Regions from separate parts of the Gossypium arboreum genome. Here region 1 is linked to region 2. A link is a contact called in public Hi-C data. All regions are on one chromosome and are shown on one strand. The core of a region is the stretch at or near the end of the contact, and the rest is flanking DNA. Distances in the headings are between cores, read along the strand shown. Region 1 holds the start of LOC108457694 (ultraviolet-B receptor UVR8-like). Region 2 has its middle 6.8 kb from the start of LOC128292476.

The links. Hi-C and Micro-C count contacts between places; a contact is called where the count stands out from the background.
Region 1: a contact with region 2 is called in a Hi-C map of leaf, with 2.1 times the contacts expected there. The contact joins the promoter of LOC108457694 here to the enhancer-like site in region 2. A contact is called at or near these places in 2 of 5 Hi-C or Micro-C datasets (both in leaf).

What each region holds. Positions count from the first base shown.
Region 1 is chr4:15,198,220-15,203,134 of ASM2569848v2, reverse strand. It overlaps LOC108457694 (ultraviolet-B receptor UVR8-like), which reads right to left and starts at 2,325. Exons shown (of 11, transcript XM_017756770.2): 1 at 1,961-2,325; 2 at 1,356-1,429; 3 at 1,162-1,246; 4 at 578-706; 5 at 263-499; 6 at 1-124. The coding sequence starts at 2,168.
Region 2 is chr4:15,135,721-15,141,316 of ASM2569848v2, reverse strand. No RefSeq gene overlaps it. Among protein-coding and RNA genes, the nearest start is that of LOC128292476, 6.8 kb to the left of the region's middle. Within about 2 kb of position 4,321, at least 1 of the 2 cell types and tissues checked has an H3K27ac peak or open chromatin away from gene starts, as enhancers often do. A contact at or near this core is called in leaf, where this site is marked.

The DNA of each region.
Region 1 (4,915 bases), core at 1,076-3,575, 64 kb before region 2:
TCTTTCCCAAAAGAAGATAGCTCAATGCAAGGGACAGGATGGGGCGAGGATACCATTCTTATCCTAGAACCCAAACCAAGTTGTCCCTCACCACCATAGCCCCAACCCCAGACCTGCCCGATATCTGAAATTTCAACAATAAGAAAGCATTTACAGATTGAAATGTCACATTATCTACGAATCTATACACAACTATCTTACTGCAGAAAATATACATGTTCTGACTCATTTCACTCATTAGTCAAGGAGAGAGACAAAGTACCTGATAATGCTAGAGTGTGGCGCCCACCAGCAGCTACAGTCACAATCCTGACTCCCGGGTTTAGAGCTACTAGACATGGCAATGCCGACACAGTTTCATCACCAGATGATGAGCTTTCAGCAGACTGTTTTGTTGATGATATTCTTCTTCTTTTTGTACTTTCCTCTCCAACTCCTTTAGTATTGGTGGCAGAAAATGTTTCGCCACTTGATCTTGAGCTTTGAGAGTGAGGGCTCACTTCAAAAATTGTGAAATGAGTACAATACCAACAGGTAAACAGAATCAGTATGTAATCTTAACCCAAATGATATTTACCTTGCTCTGTCAATGAGTTCTGTCTTTCAAATACATCCTTCTCTAAACTAGTTCCAGTGGATGGATCACCAAATACCTTCCCTGAGGGAATACACTCTTTCCACCCCCATGTATAAACTTCGCCATTTTCTGTGAACAACAAAGTGAAATTGACTTATCAACAAAACTTAGGTTCCAATTAGCTGTTTGTTCTACTAGTTAAAGTTATAAAAACAAGTCAGATTTGATTAAACAAACATATAAAATTATGCTTTATATTCGCTTTCATATCCAACTCTTTCCACCCCTACATATAAACTTCTCAATCATCTGTGAATAAATTTACTTCAGATACAGTTAGTTGTTTTTTGTTCAACTAATTAAAGTCCTAACAAACAAGTCAGATGCGATTAAACAAATAATCAAAACACCTAACATACAAAATTATGCTTTATGTTGGAAACAAAAACCCTATTTCGTATCCAAACGCATTTTTGGCTTTTTCTTTCTCAATCAAATACCAAGTGATAAAAGCAACGGCCAAACCACCCATTAGTGAAACAAGTGAATAGAAGTGTAAGGACCAAGGAAGTCTTAGTGTTTACCTGTAACTGCAACACAGTGTGCCCAACCAGCGGCTGCTTTTACTAGAGAAGCTTCGGTTGGAAGTGGAAATGGCTCTGGAATTTCCTGAAACAAGCAAATTACAGAAAAGAAATATATAAATTTAATTTGATAAACAAAAATAAAACCCAACAAAAAGAAAGGAGAAATATAGATGGAAAAAGCTTTATATTACCCCATGCTTCCCTGATGTAACGTAGCTTTGACCTGAATCATCAGTTGAACCCCAAGTGATAAGCTTCCCTGAATCTAAAATTTTAAGGAAAAAAGCACCATTAGTAGAATATAATGTTAGCTTCACAGAAGTTATTGCATAAAAAAAATTATCTTATATGCCAAAAATAAGAAAAATGAAAGTTTTTTAAAACTAAATATATTAAATTGAAATTCGGTTCACAGCTCTAATCATCTATTAACAATTTATTAACAAGTTGACATCCTTTTAACCTATAGAGAACAGAGACAGAGAGAGAAAACCAGTAGTTCAAAACCAGTAAATAAAAAGAGCAGGAAGGAACTCAACATAGCTAATTTGAGTCAAGTGAGTTGACTTCATGGCAAAACGAAAATGAAAACAACGAAAAAATCGAATTATAACGCCCAGTCCTTTTACATTTTCTTGCCAACCAGACAGATCAAAATGTACAACATCTAACAACCAGCCCAAAAGCCGCAATTACATTACCAATAATTTAAAATATTTTCATAAGAAATAAAATTTAAAATCAGGGAAAGAAGTGGAGGAAAGCCAACGAGAAAGAAAGAGATAGGAAAAACAACCAGAAATGGCCATGGCGAATCCACAACCGCCACCGCATACGTCGGTCCAAGAATGGTCAATGGAATCCGGAATCCGCACAAGAACCGGCGATACAAGCGGAGCTCGTTGCGGTAACGCTCCAGGTAAATATCCCCACATGAAAACCACACGCTCTCTATTAACTACCTCCATTTTCAGTTCCTCGCTTTTTTTTCCTTCTCCGTTCATTTCAATAACAGAGAAGGAAAAGAAAGGAAAGCCCAAAAAATAAAAATAAATAAAACTACTATTATTGTTGGAAATTATTTTTTAGTATATTTTCATTTTTTTATTTAATTCATTTCGGCCTTTCGGGAGTGTCGTTTAAGGGAGCCCTAATTTTGGGGCGAATAAAAGGCGGGGGCGTATCAATTTCGAGGGAAAGGGATGTGCCACGTAGGATGTTCACGTGGGATTAATAACACGTGGTAACACATGAGCCGCTAGATGTCCCGTTGATTTCTAGCCAGAAGTTAACGGAAGTTTCTGGAAGGTCACTTGACCTTTTTTTTCTCTATTCCTCTTTGTGAAGTTGGCAGAGATGGCGTGGTTATGACGTGTTACTTTCAGATTTCTACAGATGTCAACTAATTATGAAGCCCAATGATTATAACATGCCACGTTTCAACAATGAGGATTGCTGAAAGTCTCCTGACACGTCAGCAACGGGAACATTTGGTTCTCAATAATGGTTTTATTTTATGGGGTTTGGTTTGTTGTTAACAAATTCTTGATATAAAGTAAATTTTAGAAAAAGAAATTATAGTAAGCTTATCTCAACCTATCTGAATCTATATTTTTATACAGAGAATAATATTAATATCAATTGAGATAAAATTTAATTTAAATTTTTTATTATTTAATGGAAAATGTATTCCTACATTTATTTATATTTGTTTCTTGATAAATAATTTTGTCAATAGGATATAACTTTTAGGTCAATGAAAATAAATTTCATATTCTTATAAATTAAATTTTGAAAATTGTAAATTATTTTTGGAAAAAAACTCATTTATAAGTAAATTTAGTTTTATATAAAAGTTAATTTGAATCAAGTCTAATATTATTATATTAGTACTAACTTTTTTTATTTTAATTTCTAAAAATTTAAATAATATCAAATATTATAATGTTTAATTATTTATATTTAATAATGCAATAAATTATTTAATATATTTTAATAATAAATATATATTACACTTATAAATATTTAATAATAAATGTTTTATAGTATAAAATATGAAGTTATATAAATATGATTTTTTTAAATCATGCTTCACTTCATTTATCACTTTTAATTTTAATGTGTCACTATCCACTGCATATATTTAATATATGTAATTTCAATTAAGTTTTAATTAGAGAATGTTTTTTATTAAGTTTATGTGTTATATCAATTATTATAAAATATTATCTTATTAAAAATAAATTTCAATTATCAAAAGGAAATGTTACTATAATATTTTTTAACAAATATTTATATTGTGTTGTTTCATCGAGAATAACTTTTAAAAATGATTTCAAAAAATTGTCAAACGATAGAAAATATTTTACATAAAATCATCCAAACGCTAGAAAATATCAACTTTTCCAAAAATCATTTTTCAGAATCCGTTTTTAATAAAACAAACGCATCCAAAGTTTATATTTGCAATACCTTTATAATACTTTTCAAGAATTAAGCACCTCATGCCATACCTTTATAATACTTTTCAAGAATTAAGCACCTCATGCCATCATAGATCTTCATGCTATGAATACTATAAATATGGAAGAGGTATCTCTACAATTCCATTTAGGATAATCATCGTATCAAATTCAATTTCATTTAAGAATTTATACTTTTTAGGCTCACTAGCCCTCGAAGAGGTCATATCCAAATACTACTTTAACCTTTTCAAACCGTCGATTTAGCGACTCTCCTCACCCCACACAATGTAAACTACCTCTATCATACTATTTAGCATCTTATGTAACCTTAGTGTTATAACAATATTAAATAATCATTAGTTAATCAGGAACAAATTAAGTTTAAAAATTATTATAAAGGTAATATATACAACATTTTTTCTTTTTGTTTCTCATAAGAGGAGAAATATGAATATCCATAGATCGAACTCAAAACTGGATGTCAACCATGTCTTCATTTTAGCGAAAGTCCTTTTCCATTATACCCCGAAACTTGGTTGATTATATTAAGTATTCTTATAGCATCGATGATAAAACATTATACTTCGAATAAATGAAACATTTTTTTCTCTTATCCCTATCTAAACTACAACTGTTAGAGTGTGTGTATGCGCGCGCGCACATGCACGTGTATGTGTTTGCTTTGTAAGTGGTAGCCATCACCCTTATCTAATTTTCTTCCCTTGCTAGGGGCCTTCACTATTCTCGCAATGAGTAGAACTGTCTAGAGTTTGGTGGAGGCTTACTTTCTTCCTCCATCCCTCTCTTTTATTCAACGTGGTGAATCCACCACCACTAGTAAGTTTATGCCTCATCTTGTTCGTATTCAACAACCCAGGTTCTCTATGTGCCTCTTTCGTTAAAGACAATTGTTGTTTAACCTTGATATGCTCTTCATAAATCCATCTTATAAGGATGGCTTTCCTTATGGTTGATCCCTTTGGGTATTGGTTCTTTTAGCTCACCTTTGGCCTTTTTCGATTTTTTCATTTATTTTCTTCAAAATGGTCTCTTGCTTAGGTGTTCTTAGGAAACACCAATCGTTTAAATCATCGTACTTTTTTCAAAAAATTGGTTGTTTCAAGCCTATTCTCTATGATGATTAAAGTGTTGGTCCTTTATTAAGCTTTGGTCATTCTTGTAAAGCCTTGACTTTTTTTTGTGAAGCTTCGGTTTTTTTTTTTAATTTTTGCTTGAGCTTTTGTAATGTAACACCCATTACTCGACCTGATCATTGGGTTTGAGTA
Region 2 (5,596 bases), core at 3,072-5,571:
TTGTAATGTTCAATTTGATAAAGTCCTTAAGAAGTATGGAGTGCATCATAGGAAAGCTACCCCTTATCACTCTCAAACTAGTAGACAAGTTGAAGTTGCAAATCGAGAGCTCAAACATATCCTAGAGAAAACCATAGAGTCAAATAGAAAGGATTGGGCGATAAAAGTAGATAACTTTATGGGCCTATAGAACTGCTTTTAAATCTCCCATAGGAACATCTCCTTACAAACTTGTTTTTGGAAAAAGTTGTCATTTACCGTTTGAATTAGAGCACAAAGCATTCTAGGCTATAAAATTCCTAAACTATGATCTTAAACTTGCAGGTGAGAAGAAATTGATGCAGCTGAACGAGTTAGATGAATGGCGAGTGAATGCTTACAAAAACTTGCGATTATATAAAGAAGCAACAAAGTGACGCCATGATGCTCGTTTGAAGCAGCCAAAACAATCCACAATTGGAGATCTTGTCCTTTTATATAATTCAAAGCTCAGGTTGTTTCCTGAAAAGCTAAAATCAGGATGGTCAGGTCCATTCGTAGTACAAACTGTTTTCCCATACAGTACAATAGAGGTAACTTATCCAGAATATGGCACATTCAAGGTTCTTCAACTTAAACTTTATAGTGGTGAGAATTTTAAAAATGATATAGATGAGCTTCAGCTCCGCGAACCTTCGTAATTATGCGCACAAGGTAAGTCTAGCTTAGACTTTAAATAAGAGCATTTCGGGAGGCAACCCGAATGTTAACACTACTAATTTTCTTATTTTTAATTCACAGTATTTTTAAAATTAATAAAAGTGTGTTTTTAACCCATACGGCCTGGACACACGGGCGTATCCCAGGCTGTGTGCACTAACAGGGGATCGACAGTGAGTTACACGAACTGGCGACATGGTCATGTAACCCACATGGCTTGGACACACGGGCGTGTCTTTCGCCATGTGGATCTTATGACTTAGTTTTAAAATTTGAAGAAAATCGACAGTGAGTTACACGACCGTGTAACCCACACGGCCTAGACACACGTGCTTGTACTAGGCTGTGTGAAACTTGGAGCTTAAATTTTCAAATTTAAAAAAGTCAAAGAGTTACACGGGCAAGGCATACGGGCATGGGAGAAGCGAATGAGGTGCCACACGGCCATGCGACACGGGCATGTAGACCACACAGCCTGCATACACGGGCATGCCTGAGGCTGTGTGAAGACTGGGCTTTTATTATTAATTGACCCGGGCTAAATAGAAGTCACACGGGCGTGTGACACAACCGTTTGGCCCAACACGGTCCTCACATGACCGTGTCCCCCTTTTTAACGACCAAACCCTAATTTTTTTCTTTTACTTTTGTCTTCTTCCCTTTCTCAGCAAGCCTTAGCTGCCGTTCCCTTCAACCACCCTTGTTCCGGCCACCGTTCCCTCCCCTCCAGCCTGATTTCCTCATGTCGCAGTCCTCTCCCCTAGCCTTTTCTTTCTCCCTTCACTTCTTTCCCTCTACCAAACCATCAACCCCTTCCCTTGCGCGCACGCCCCCTACCCTCTCCCCAACCCCTCTCATCCCCAACCAGCCAACCACGCCACTCCCCTCCATCACCCTCCTCTTACCCTCTCAAACCCGACCCCCACATCTACCTCTCACCCCGCTCTCGCGCACCGACCAAACAACACCAGCCATGACTCCCTCGACACCCCCTTCGCATAGCCCCGTCGTTTTACCCGTCAACCCACGCGCTGTCCCTCTCTACCACCATCATCTTTGGTTTCCCTTTTTACCCCCCATTTTCTTTAATTTAATTTATTTTGCTTTCTTTATTTTATTTTATTTCTATTTATTTATTTCTTTAATTATTTTTTGTTATTATTATTCTTTTCATTGCTGCCTATTTTTCTGATTATTATTTTTGTCTATTAGTGACTTTTTTTTAGATTGTGTTAAAGTTTGACTTATTTTTATGCATATTGCTACATTTACTTGTTATTTCTATTAATCATTGTTGGTCTTTTGAGTTTTCTTTTGGTTTTATCTATTTCTATTCTGCTCATACAATTTGTCTATCATGATTAGTATTATTATTCTTTATTGTCTATGTCTCATTTGGATTCCAGTATTACGAAGCATGTTCGATCTTCTGCTTTCGTTAGATTCCATTGTCGTTTTGTTCATAATTACCCTAATCCATTATTTCGATTCTTACGGCAATACTAATTGCATTTGGCACGTGTTCTGATTCTCTTTACTTTTTTAGGTACACCATGACGAACACACGAGGCAAGTCTAAGGCCGCCGTCCCCGCTTCGAAAAAGTGAAAGACCCATGGTGGGACTTCCTCCTCAAGTGCTTCCGTCGAGGCCCGCCACCCTTATCTCTGATTTTTAACGGGCCCCCAAGAGGATTTATATCAGCTCCTTCAAGTACGTCCACTCGGCCTAAGTCGCTGTATTGATTGGGTTGCGTTGGAGCAGGTCCGCCTCGCTGATGATGTTGTGCCTTCATTATCACAGCTCATAGTACAAATTTTTCTTTATCATCGAGCCCACCTACATGGAGCTTACCTTGGAGCTCTGCGCGACATTTGTTGTATAGCAGGTCATGACCACCCATGACGAGCCAGGCACCATCACTTTTCAACTTGGTGGTTTGGTACGCCACATGAGCATCCTCGAGTTCGGTGTTGCTATGGGACTTTACACGGAGGAATTTATGAGCACCGAGAACTTTCTTCGCCTTCACCAGTACATCCATTACGCTCCATCTCGTTGTTGGATTGAGCTTACAACGCGTCAGATACCATATGATGCGAGTCGCTTGAAGGCGACGTCTCTCTCTCCAACTTTACGGTACCTTTACGCACTTTTAGCACACACTTTAACTGGTAGGAGAGAGAGCACCGGAGTTGTCAATACTCACAATGCATACTTTTTATTGAGCATAGCCACTAGGAATATCTTTAATTTGGCATACTTAATCGCTCTAGCCTTCCGCCATCAGACTGACCGCCACAGAAAGGGCCCCATCTGTTTAGGCCTTTATGTGACTTGCCTCACTCGGCACTTCGGTCTCCCTGACACACCGGAGTAGTCTTCCACACTTACACTTGTTGGCCAGATGTCCCCACAAGAAATCTCGAGCATGATACACATGAAGATGATCGAGCAGCGTCGTGGAGTGGAAACCCCGCAGTATAAATTATTTCATTCTGAAGCTCAAAATGAACCAGAGGACTTCACTGATGATGTTCTTCTCAATCACAAAGAACCCACCACAGCATCCACCTTCGAGTCACTGCCATATTCCTACTGCTCCTACTTCAGAGGACGTCTCAGAGCGGCTCACTCGCTTTGAGCAGTACTGCGCTCAGAGGTTTGACACTCTTGACACGACATTACAAAGGATATGTCAACATTTTCATATCTCCGCTCTAGCACTAACGATGGACAGTAATGTTAATATTCGATTTACTTATTCCTAAAATTTAAAATTTTAAAATTTACAATCACAAGTATTCCTCTGAATCAAATTTAATTATAAGTAATCACTGTTTTCAATTATAACATTTTAATAATATAATTGTTAAAATAATTTTTTATATAAACAAATATTCATTTTAAAAATCATTTACCAAACTAACCATATAAATAATTATCTTTTAATAAAATGGAATTATATACAATATTATTATTAAAATATTAGTAGTTGGTTGATGTTCGTTATTACTTTTTAAATTATAATATTTTTGAAATTGCATTAGTATTATACTATGTTAATGCGGCAGTAATTGTAAAACATGTTATAATGTTATTGGTTGTTGAATGGAGATAATAAAGTATAAGGATAAAATAATAATGAAGTTGATGAGAATCTTTCTGATGCTTAAGATAGTACGAAAGCAATAAGTGAGGGGCCCATTATTGTGTGGTTTACATGGATGGGCTTATCATTAGGCAGAATCGATCATGTGATGGGAAAGATAGGCCCAATGATTGTGGGTGAACGGCCCCCACCCATCACTTTGCATTATAACATGTTGGGCCTCAAAAGTATTGGACTAGGGCAATACGCGTTAAAAATACTAGAATAAAAGAAGATAAGTAATCGATTAAACACGACAAAAAAAATACACACGTATCATAATATCGTCCGATGTCTATTCATAAGAATGAAATATATTTCACAATTAAAAGTATCCATCAAAAAATATTTTAAAACCAGATGGCATTGCCTCCAATTTTGAATCAGACAAATTCAATTCACCTGTTCATCTTTCCTTTTTACAATTATAGGGCATCGGCCTCCTTTCTTTTCAATGTCATTTGATGGAGCCATCTGTTTTTGAGTAAAGCCATCATGTGGGTTAAAGTGATGATATTGTCCATGATTGGTACAAACTTGTTTTCAATATTTACATAGTATGTTTATTTATTTTAATTTTGGGTTATATTATTATCTCATGTTTATATTAATTTTATTATAGATTCTTATTATATCTTTTTATTTTTTAATAATACTTAAATTTATCTATAACTTATCTCAACTCTTAAATAAAAAATTTACGTGCTTCAACATACTCTTAACTCTTAAAATAGATTCTTATCATATTTATATTATTTTTAGATCATATTTGCAGTAGAGCTGATCATGAGCCGGGCGGCTCGGCCCAGCCCCAAGGCCCGCCCAAAAAATGGGAGGGTTTGGGTAAATATATAGACCCGAAAAATGAGCTTGGGCAAAAAAATGAGGCCCGCCTCGAGTAAGAGTTCTTTTACCGGCCCGAATTATATATTAATATATTTTTTATTTTATTTTTAATCATTTTAAAATTTTAATATAACCATTTTTTATTATATTGTCAATTTGTGTATTGTTTTAATAATTGTTTTAGTATTATTTTTATTTGTTTTAATATTTATTTTTATGTTTTTAAATATATTTGATTTATTATATTTTTAAATTTTTTTATTTAATGAAATAAGAAAAAAAAATTTAATATGGGTCGGGCCGGCCCGAGCTTGGGCTTAGCAATTTTATTTCAGGCCAGGCTTAGACAAATTTTTAGGCCCATATTTCGGACCGGGCCGAGTCCAGACCTAATAGACGAGCCTAAAATTTTAACTGGGCCTAGCCCGAACCCGACCCGGCCCATGATCACCTCTATTTGCAGGCGACATAATTGTAAATTAAGTGTTTATTGTACATGCATCAAAGATAAAAACAACTGATGTGCGTTAACGTGGGTTGCCACGTTTTGTCGAATACAAGGTGGAACTTTTCTTTTTTCTCAAATTAGGAATACTAGTTCTAATTCAATGAATTAAGAAAAATGTCAAATTTTATGATTAATTCGTTTATTTTACTCCATTTACATGATTAACTTTTTCTAGTAGAAAATTTCATTCCACCAAGACCACTAACCAATAAAATAGAGGATAAAAATTAAGTTTCAAGTTGATAATTTAATCTTAACGTCTTCTATTTTCGTTTAAACATAGTATCATGGTGAATTTAGTTAGAATTTTCTTTAAAGAGTTTGAGTTTTCAAACCAATATTTTGATTTGAAAATTTTAATTATTTGAGTTGTTGAATGAGTAATAAAGTTAG